Regions from separate parts of the Cricetulus griseus genome. Here region 2 is linked to region 1. A link is a contact called in public Micro-C data. All regions are on one chromosome and are shown on one strand. The core of a region is the stretch at or near the end of the contact, and the rest is flanking DNA. Distances in the headings are between cores, read along the strand shown. Region 1 holds the start of Lpxn (leupaxin). Region 2 holds the start of LOC100767729 (glycine N-acyltransferase-like protein).

Region 1 (5,231 bases), core at 2,139-4,638:
AGGGCTACATAGTAAGACCTTGTCTTTAAAAAAAGACATAAAGAAACAGAAAAACCAAAACCCAACCAAACACTCTAAAAAAGAAGAAAAAACATATAAGAAACAATAAGTCAAAGGGAAAAAAAGTATATCCTTAACCTTCAAATTATACCACCACATGCTTCTTTAAGTACTTCCATAACTAAAATACAGAAAACAATGAGCTTAATTCTTAAATAACATGAACACAAGCTTTGTATAAATTGACTTTAAATCACTAACTACTAGCTATTTAGGTATTTGTGTACAATGAATCTAGTATTTAACTATGCCTTCCTCCTGAACATATTCACTGAAATTCATTTCCGGCATTAATATTTTGTATTCTTTTAATTCTCAAAAACTTGAATGTGAATAAGTTGTTACACAGTTAAGTTTATGAAAGTATAACCTATCATTCAGCTGTAAAGCTCCTGTCACAAACTCAAAACATCCATGATAGAGGATGCTGGTGACTCGCTTACTCAATCAAGTGAGCAGTACAAGGCAAGACATCAACTTTTCAGCTTGAACATCAAGTTCACGCTTTTTTCCACTATATAATTTGCCTTCCATTAACAACACAGTGAATATTCAGTGAATATGTTCAGGAGGAAGGCATAAAGTTAAATGCTAGATTCATTATACACAAATACCTAAATAGTTGATCCAAATCTATGTTTTTGATATTTTAAACAATTTTGTATATTTTGCTATTTCTTTCATTGAGGGAAACAAATACAGGTTAATAGCTAATTACATGGGATTCGTAGGTTTAAAAAATGCAGAGATATGGAAAATGAATGAAAAAGTAACTAGGGAGGGAAAGATTTAAAAAGATCAAATAATTAGTATAGATATTAAATTTCTCATCTCCTTTTTAAATTTTTATTTGGAAGAGACTAATCAAGGTCAGAATTCAGTACACTGACACTCAAAACTGCATGTCTCAAAGGATTAAACAGAAAAATGAGTTTCAAAATGTTTTGTCACAGAACATCTGTAAACCATGTACATAAGTTTCTTGAGTGTTAATCAACATTCGCTTCCTCAGCAAGGTCCTTGAAGACAAGGCCAGGACAAATTTAATTTTCTATTGCCTAGAGGAGTAACAATACTAGTCCCAGTTACTTTTCAAACAAGGAATGCAAAGGTGGAAATGTGTTGAGATTCTTCTGATTTGTAGGACACAGAGCAAGTGAAATGTGCAATAAAAATGGAAATTCATTTTAAGAATAACAAAGTTGTATAGTATTAAATACACGTGCAAGGGCAAGTCTGAAGGCAAAAGAAGGTATAGTACTATACTTTATAGTACTATATATACTATAGTACTCATATAGTAACTATAGTACTATATGAGAAGAAATATTAAGATTGCTTCTTCCCTTCCATAATGAATATTGTGATAAAAAAAAAACCAAGCAGGCAAGCAGTCATATTCATCCAAGATCAACTGTTTCCAAAATTACATTGTGGGATTTAAAATACTTGTTCATGTAAGATAACACAAAGCCATGCAGCTTTACAAAACTGACACAAAACCACCACTACAAAGTACTCCTGTCTCTGTTAGGCCATCAATACTCAAAACAGCCATTTGAATTTAGCATTTTGCTGTGTGAGACGCTGTGTAAAATGGTACCACAACGTATTTATTATACATAAACTCAAGTCATAGAGGTTAACTCCCCATATAACTGTGCACAGATGAAGAATCCGAGGTACACATAGGTTAAAGACTTTGCCTATGGAATTTATGTCCCAATTAAGATGAATGATTTACAGCTTTTCAAGTTAGTGAGTTAAATACATAACAGTTTAAGATTTTCCTAAGCACGTACACACAACAGTTACAACTCTCAATTCAGCATAAAAATTTGTAATCACAAATTTAATTTTGAAACAAAATGGCTTTTAAGTTTTAAAAATGCCCTAGGTCTAAGGTAAGAAAAGCCGCTGCACTGCTACTGGGAGGTTGCAGTTATCTGAAACTCGAAATCCTAGCCCTTCGATTTTCTGTCCCCCTTTCCCATTTGTAAATCAAATGACATACAGTTCTCAACAATGAACAGCTAATTTGATTAAAACGTGTAACTTTATTTTTAATTTAAGCATTACTCTATTGGGCAATTTAAAATATTTATGTTCCTGGCAATCTGTTAAGGGCCTCTATTAGTTCAAGGTAGTAATTCCTCTCAATCTGAGTACTACGTCAAAATACACGCATAAAGAAAAAGTACATACAATGTTTGGTAGGTAATAAGAACTACACGTCTAGTTTGGTCACGTAAAGTATAAGTGGCATAGTCACGTTTTCATCCTGACGGTAAAAAAATGAACGTGACGATTTAGGAGGACGAGGAAAAGGCTACCTCTTGAGTGGCTCGCGGGCTAGTTGATAAATAGGGTCGGGCAAAGACACTCTTCAGGGGTTATAGTACGGTGCTGTGGGCTTCCTCGCGGGGACCTGATCTGAGACTGGAAGCGACAGGCTGACAAAGGGGGCGCACAAGCCAGCCAGAGCGAGGGCTGAGCAGGCGGGAGGCGGAGGGCAAAGCAGCCTGCACAGGGTGACTTCGGGCGTGGGCTGGTGGCCGCAGGCTGCCGAGCCAGCCGCAGGAGCCCGGGGCCGCCAGCGGCGTGACATCTGGCGTGCCGAGCCGGCAGGGGGCAGAGCAAGCGGGGTGTCACGTGGAGCGGGTGCTACGGGAGCCGGGAGGGTAGTGAGGATCAGAGGGGGGTCTTCCCCAAAGCCTCAAAGACTGTTACTCACTGGAGTCGCGGACTCTTCTTGCCCTGAGCAGGAGACTGGGGCTTCGCGGCCGTGAGCTGCTGCCCGGGAGCGTCGGGAGGCCTGTTGCTGGGGCTGCTCCTCCGCCGGCGGGGATACTCGGCCTTCCTCCGGCGGGACACAGCGGCGGCGCGGCGGCGGCGGCGGCGGCCGCAGCGGCCCGGCCGCGGTCCCGACCTCCCCGCAGCACGCCGGCTGCTCGCGGTCCCTGCAGGCGCCGCCGCCGCCGCCGCCGCTGCTGCTGCCGCGCGGGCCGGAGCTCGTCCGAAGCCGCGTCGGCCGCCGCTGCCTGGCCCCTTTCCTGGTCCTGCTGCTCCGGGGATCGCGGCTCCTCCGTCTCCCCCGGCATCGGGGCTCGTCCGTCCCCCACCCCTGCTTCCCAGGTGGCGGAGGCGGCGGCGCCCGCGGCGCAGCTCCCCCCCGCCCCCCCTAGGCTCCCGGAGAGTCCGGCTCCCTCACTCCCGAGCACCTCTCTTCCCCCCCCGCCCCTCCGCCCGCTCCTAGGGCGCCCCCCCCGCCCCCTGCCACTCAAGCCTGCGACTGCCGGCGGTGCGCACGCGCGCACCCGCACAGACGCGCAGTGGCCCAATCGGGAAGGAGGGTCGGCCTCCCGGACCCGCCCCTCAAGGTCTCACACGCAGGAGCGCACTCGGTGCCCTCCCCCACCCCTTCTTTCAGCCAATCAGGAAACGGCTCCAAGGGAGAGCGCGAGGTTTCCTTCCCCGCGCACCCGTTCTCACCGTTAAACGGCCGCGTCTCGCGACAATCCCAAAGTGACCTTTTTTTTTTTTTTTTTAACCCCCCGGAGGAGTTCAGCTCAAGCTAGGGGCGGTGGGAGGGGCCGGGCTGGCGAGGGCGGTGGAGAGGACAAAACGCACCTTGACCAGCTTCGCGCGCATCTCAATCCTCCCCCCCGCCGGCTGCGCGCGCACCTGCCTCCCTGAGGCGCCACTGTTCCCTCAAGGGCTCTGACTAGCCTAACAAGTAGCCTGGACGTTACCCCGCTTCCACCCGGACCCCCGCCTTCCTGCTCCGGCCTTTCTGTCCCTAGCGCCGCCAGCTCTTGAGGGGAGAAGGGGGAAATTATTTGAGTTGCCGCTTCTCCTTTAAGAAAAAAAGGCCCCGTCCGTTGCCGGATGAAAGTCCCTGAAAAAATGGCGGCGATAGGCCAGAGGCGGGGTTAAGGGCACAGCGCGGGACAGTCCTGGTGCGCACGCGCACAGCTGAACCCAGCCAGCTGCACCCTGGGAAACGAAGTCCCATTTAGTCCGCTCCCAGGGAAAAGATGGGACGCTGGAGGCCGAGAGAAGTCTGGGAGATTTTGAGAGGTTCACCACGGGAAAGGTAGTTTTCTATCCACAGTCCGAGGTGACCCCCCAGAGAGGCACTGCTTCCGGGTTAGGCCGCGACGCCTGCGTACACCGGGCACGTATTTTGAGCCGATTCCCGGTTAGGGTTGCGTGAGAGAGTGAACTGCTTCACGCTGTTAAGTGTGAGTTCTTCCAAGTGCGCTCGTCATAGCCCCTGCTTCGGTCTGGTCACTTGACGCCTCCTCCGCGACCTGCTGTCATCCCTCCATCTTGGGTTGATGGTCTCACCCGCGAGGCCCTGGAGGTCGGGGACTCGTTCTGCTTCTGCCACTTCCATTTTAATAAAGCACGCAGGGAGGAATTGTCCAGTTATTTTTTAGTAGGATTGGGCATCCCGGGGCTGGCGTTGGCTGTGGTCCTTGAGCTGGAGGGAGGGTTAGCGTGACTCCTCTAGCAGCCTCTGAGGTTCTCCGCCCCGACGCTGCATGCCTTTGCGGTTTGTAGAGGTTTCTGCAGCACAGGAAGCACAGTCAGAATAGCAGCTTTTGGCTAGCGTGTGCAACTGAAGTTCCTGATGGGTAAAGGGGGGTGGGGGTGGGGATTTCCATTTGTTCAAGCCGCAGCTGGTCATTCTGCAGCCTCTGTGTTCCTTTCCCTGGTATACATTGTAGGCAGGTCTTTCCCTTTTATACATTGTTTGCATTCCTTAGTTTCCTTTTTACACATTGTAATCAGGGAACAATTTACAAGGAAGGGGACTCTTTACCCCTATCGATGGAAACATCCCCAGTTAAAGTCTGCCCAAGAGGATGGCGGTACAAGGTGTGGAGATGTGATTCTGAATTTTACATTAAACTGTAAATGTGCAGTGAAATTCATTTTTCTTTCCAGCGTTTGGCTCACTTGCCACCCAGATAAGGCAAATGCTTTATAGTCTCTATTGAAGCTTTGGCTCTTTCAAAGGACTAGTGTCATTTTCAGTTGTAAAAACCGACAGTGCCTGTGGGAACGATTTGTCAGTCTGTATTTACAATGCGCTCCTTTGGCACAGCACTGACATCCAATGGCTGCTTAAAGTAATACAGAAAGCGAGGTCTTAAAAGAGGTCT
Region 2 (5,891 bases), core at 678-3,177, 270 kb before region 1:
TCTCAGACTTCAGTTTTAAAAGTAGCCAAACATATGAGCAAACATTTTGCAAAGAAGATATGAAGATGGAACTCATCACCTAGGAAAATGTTAAACATCACTATCTTCAACACATGATATGTGCATATGTGCGCATGAAAAGCACAAGAAATTATCATCACACCACTATTAGGAACACTAAAATAAAGTATACTGGCAACAGTGTTCACAAGATGTCAGTGGCAATGGAGCTTGCCACTCAAGCCAGAGTCTGCATGATGGAAAAAGAGAACCGACTTTACGAAGTTGTTCTCCCATCTCCACACACCCCATGGTGTGTGCCTCCTCATAGTGATAATAATATGACAATATATAAAATGTCAAGTTTTACTCACGAGAAGGTAGAGACTAGATGTTGAGTACATTGCTAAGTGAAAGGGAAAAATGGCACAACCACACTGGAAAACTGACCCAATCAGTAGCTGGGGAGGTCCCAGGGTAGAAGCTGCCATGGCTATTTCCTAAACAATCTTGTGGTCAAAATTCCTTCTAAGTATTCATGTTTATGCCCCTAGACCTAGGTAGAAGCTTTTGTTTGTTTAAGTGGGTATTAATCAATGTAGAGACACATGCTTGGTCAACGTGTTGAGAATAAATGGAGTTCTCAGTCCTAAATGGGACATCTTTATCGACACCCCTATCAAGTTCTGGAGAGTAACGTAGAGATATGAGATTACATGTAATATTTTGGAGATTCTGTGGGACAGTTCCTAATGAAGTAACTCCATACTGGGTACTAAGCTTTTTGTTTGATAGATAATAGTGTTCGGGGGGGGGTAGCTCCCTTTAAACCACCTTTATAAACGTACACATATTATACAAAATCCGGGTGGATACAGAAAATGGGGTCTATTTCTTTGTTTCATATTTTTTTCAAGCAGCTAGTACAACTCAGACTCTTTAGATTCTACATAGAATAAAATGTATACCATAAAAGCATGCATCCTTTGGCATTGGCTCTCAATGGTTCCAAGTGTGTGGCTTTTGACTTGCACGTGAGGACTCTGACCAGCAGGAGGCGTAGAAGCTCTAGGGCGCTGGTGCAAGGGACGAGGGGGCGTGGCTTCTGCATCCTTGATGGACAGCTAAGGAAGGATTGCATGCGAGGATGAGGCAATAGCGGGCGGAATGAGGAGTGCTAAAGGCTGTGCGTGCGTGTGCGCGAGTGTGGGTGTTCCAGTGCGTGAGCGAGACAAGAGCTTCGAAGCAGGCGCCGCTGACTAGACCGGCTCACAACAGACAGACGCTGCAAAAGTGTGACGCTGCCGGGGAGGGGCGACTCCTTCTGGAAGCCACTGAGCAGAGCCGCAGGCAGGGGGAGCTGTGTCGCCGCGGTCGCCGCGCTCAGTACGGAGAGAGAGGGCGGAGGGCGTGACCGTGCGGTGCGATCCACGCGGACGCCCGCGGAGCCCGAGGCGCAACTGGTGCGAGGCGGCTGCAGCGTCGCTCGGGCGGGCCGCGCGCCCCCGGGTGGCTTTGCAAGGCGGGACGGCGAGTGCGCGGGGCCGGGCCTTTGCATGAAGCGGCTGGACCCTTCGGAGCAGCAGCGGCAGCAGCGGCGGAGCCCGGCGGCGCGCGATCGGAGGCGGGCGGCCCCGGGGTCCGCGTCCCGGTGCCTGCGCGGCTGCGGACTCCCCCATGGGCAGCAGCTGAGGCTGCCCGCGCGGCGGCGGCGGCGGCGGCGGCGGTGGCGGCGGTGGCGGCGGGGCGCGGGGCAGGGGGCGCGGTCCAGGCCCGGAGGCGGCGGCGCCGGAGGAAGCGCAGGAGGCCCGGCCCGGGAGGCGGGCAGTGCTGCGCCACAGCCCCGGGCTCGCCATGCTCCTGGCCTCGGCCGTGGTGGTGTGGGAATGGCTGAACGAGCACGGCCGCTGGCGTCCCTACAGCCCGGCCGTGAGCCACCACATCGAGGCGGTGGTGCGCGCGGGTCCCCGCGCCGGGGGCAGCGTGGTACTGGGTCAGGTGGACAGCCGGCTCGCACCCTACATCATCGACCTGCAGTCCATGAACCAGTTCCGTCAAGACACGGGTGAGCAGCCCACATCCCTTGTGTCTCCCGGGTGCTACCGCCCTCGTGCTCGTGGGTTGTGGGCAGTTTGTCTTACTGGGGTCAGCGATCGGTGTTGAGGGCAGGTGCCTCCTTCCTTAGGTCCCCTCAGGGTCCCATGATCACCTCCAAATAAATGTCCTTCCTAGTATTTGAAAGTGTCTTGATTATGCAAATCCAGCTACAGTCTAGCAGCAGGAGACCCCTTAATACCTCCTTTCGGTCCCTAGTGACTCTTTGTGCAGGAACTCTAGGGTTTTGCAGCCCCCAAGTGATGCTTAGCAAGCAAGACATTGCTGGTGCCCCTTGTCTGCTCACACCTCGGCTGATCCTGCTTTGTCCCAAGCACACTTGGGGCTACCACATGTCCCCCTTTTAATCTTTCTGTCTCTGGCTCTCTTCAATGGATCCAGCTTTCCCAATGTCTCCTCCTGGGTGTGAGACTTGGGGAGGCAGAGGGATCCCCTGGCTCTAATTGCAGTCTAGTGTGTGAAAGTGCTGTAACGTTACTGGGTAGAGAGAGAATGGAGCCAGGGCTTCCACATCATCCTGGCTGTGGTGGCATCCACAGATGCCTCTGCTTGTAGACTCCAATCACTGAAGCAACAGGCCAGAGCAGATGGAGAGAGGAGGGGGGAGGACTGGGCTCTGGAATGCCTGCCTGGCAGGGAAGGGCTCCCTTTGTTCCCAGAGCAGGGCACAGACAACAGAGTGAACAGACAGACTTCGGAAGAATGTCAGGGCTGGGCATTGGCATCTAGAATAAACCCCAACATGGCCCGCCAATAAATTGGCTAATGAAAGGAACAGAGATTCTCAAAAAGAAGAAACACAAATGGACAACAAAGATTTTTTAAAAATAGCATTCTTAGTTACCAGGGGAATGCAGCTAAGCTACTCTTTAGTGTGTACCCAAAGTATTGCATATCCTACCACAGAGGTACCTGCACGTCCACATTCATTGATGCTTTATTTACAGTAGTAAAGGAACAGAACCAACCTAGATGGTACCAACAGATGAATGCATAATGACAATGTGGTACATATATACGATGGAATTTTATTCAGCTATAAAGAAAAATGAAATCATGTAATTTACAGGAAAATGAATGAATATGGGAATTAGCAAAACAACAACCCCCCCCCAAAAAAACCCCACAAAAAACCGAAATCCAGGTTTAGGCAGAAAGCATGCATTCTCATCTTGGGGATCCTAGCTTATGAAGTGTGTCTGCATGTATGTAAGTTGAGGGGAGTGTGTCCAGGAAGCAGGGAAAAGCACAGTGGACACGAATGTGAACTTCATGAAGTTCATGTTCAGGGTTTGTGTAAGGGTACAGTGAGAGGGGCACGGGAATAAGGGGCGGGGGGGGGGTAATGAGGATGAGAGGCAGGTGAGGAGAATCACAGTTTATCTGGAAATGGCATAATAAAACCTAACTCTGTGTACCAATTATTAATTAAAAAATAAAGCTCCAAAAATTGACAAGTATATACAAGATGCCTCTCATGTTGTCCTTTTTTAAAAAAAGATAGTAGTAAGACTTTGGAAGCATCCTAAATTTCCAAATCAGAAAAATGGTTGAATAAATCATGGAATTTCCGTGTCATAATTCTGACTATTATGCTAGCATTAAAGTTAAGTTTACAATATTTTTTCTTTCCCTACTTCCTCATCTTTCCTTCCCAGTCCTGTCCTGCCCCCCCCCCTTGAGACATAGTTACAAGGTTCTCAGATACCTCAATACCCAGACTTCTTGCTAGACATCATTATTCAATGGCTTCACTTAAGGGGTAACAGCATCAAATTTTGAACCCAGAGGCATCAAGTTCAAGTTTTGTTTTTTTTTTTTTTGTGCTTCAGTGGAATTTTTATAGTGTTCATAATAATGTGTAAAAGTACAATTGGAATACCATCCAAACTTTGCTCTGCTAAAGACCACAAGGCAAGTGAAGCATGGAAATTGCTGTGTAACCTTTGGTTTCTGGATCCTGCCTGGCACTACAAAGATGAGCAGTTTTCAAAGCACTGACCGGCAAAACATTGGCTAAAGTTGCTTAGCTAAGACTTTATACTTGAGAGATGGTTGCTGGTAGAGTGCTTGCTGTGTAATTATGAGGACTTAAGTTCTAGTCTCCAGCACCCAGCTAAATTCCAGACACAAGCTATGCATGTTTGCTATCCCAGTGCTGGGAAGAGGGAGACAGGAGGAGCTCTGGAGCTAGCTGCCCAGCCAGTCTCATCAAATTGGAAAGTTCCAGATTTTTTTTTTTTTTTAAAAAAAAAAAGGTAGGGAGCCATTGCAGAAGACATTCAACACTGACCTCTGGTTTCCATATGTATACACATGGGCATAGGCACTTCCTTATATGCAAAGGAACACACACACACACACACACACACACACACACACACACACACACACCTATTTATATTAAGTAACAATGATCACCTTCAGCTACTCTGAGAAAAAACAAAATGTATTTGTATGAAGCTAATAAAAAATACAATGATAGAGATTCACAGACAGGAATATAACCTGATCTCTGAGAAAAGGAATAGATTATTCTTTGTTTTCTCTCTATATACATACAGTATGTGTACATGTGCACACACACATACATGTGTATATGGGTACATACATATGCATTCACATATATCTAAACATATATTGTGGTACAGTCTGTATAACATTGTCTTAATTATTGTAAGTGTGCACTGTAGTAGTGTTAAATATACCCACAGTATCTTGCAACTGTCCCCAATATCTATGCCCCAGCCTATATCATTATTCCCCAAAGTGAACTCTGTGCCTCCTAAACAATAACTTTCCACCTCCTCAGCTCTTGGCAACCTCTATTTTCTACCTTCTGTGTCTGTGAATTTGCCTACTGTACACAGATCTCCTAAGTGGGATCAAATGATATTTCTCACCTGTATCTAGCTTATTTCAATTAGTAAATGTAGTCAAAATTCATCCACATTATAGCACATATCCAACTTTTATGCCTTTATGACCAAATAATATACTGCTGCATGTGTATACCCACACATCCTCTAGCTCCTGGTAGGCTGACTTCAGTTTCCAAGTGACAGTGAGGTTTCTGGGAGCAGAAAGTTGCTCAGTCTTTTGGAAAAGAGCCCCAAATGTACATTGCTAACTTCCCAGTTACAGAGTGGATTCTGGAACAAGGACCACAGAGGGAGGGGCCTGATCTCATGCTGTTTTGAGTTTGCATAGCTTGGTACACATGTTCTAAGAACTTCAGCTCAACAGCTTCCTAGAAACTGGATCAAAGCACCCCATAGTCCATGTACTCTGATGGTAAATTCTCATCGCCACAACCTACTGCTCCTGCTGCGTTTCCGGGGGACTTCTGTGGAGGCTGAAAGAGGAGACAGCTTTGCAGGTGAGGACAAGGAGAAGCTGACACCTGGGGACTCCCCAGCTCCCTTTGGCTCTCTACTTGAAGGGGATGCATCAGATATTCCTTTGGGTGTGGATAGAAATTGTTAGTACTCATAGGTGATGAAAAGTATGTCTGGGGAGAAAGGAAGTTTTTCATTTAGTAAAACTTAGGCAGCTGACACAGCAATTTGCTAGGATCTGTAAGAAATTCTTGATTGAATGGCTTATGAATTGGTAAATGCAAAGAGACTGAAAGCTTGCTATTTGTAGATCTGTGACAGAAAATATAGTTGAGACTGGGAGGAAGTGTGCTAATTCAGGTGGTATTTATTTGAGACAAGATATATACATATATGTATGTGTCTACATGGAAATATTATTTTGTAACACACTAAGGT

What was found. Hi-C and Micro-C count contacts between places; a contact is called where the count stands out from the background.
Region 2: a Micro-C map of the CHO-K1 cell line shows a contact between it and region 1, with 4 times the contacts expected there. The contact joins the promoter of LOC100767729 here to the promoter of Lpxn in region 1. A contact is called at or near these places in 3 of 8 Hi-C or Micro-C datasets (the CHL-YN cell line, the CHO-K1 cell line and fibroblasts).

What each region holds. Positions count from the first base shown.
Region 1 is chr3:47,754,546-47,759,776 of CriGri-PICRH-1.0, reverse strand. Lpxn (leupaxin) reads left to right here and starts at 3,388. Exons shown (of 9, transcript XM_035441957.1): 1 at 3,388-4,156. Zfp91 (E3 ubiquitin-protein ligase ZFP91) reads right to left here and starts at 3,292. Exons shown (of 14, transcript XM_027406595.2): 1 at 3,063-3,292; 2 at 3,004-3,060; 3 at 2,949-3,002; 4 at 2,795-2,946. The coding sequence starts at 3,161.
Region 2 is chr3:48,019,702-48,025,592 of CriGri-PICRH-1.0, reverse strand. LOC100767729 (glycine N-acyltransferase-like protein) reads left to right here and starts at 1,927. Exons shown (of 7, transcript XM_027406609.2): 1 at 1,927-2,065; 2 at 5,362-5,494.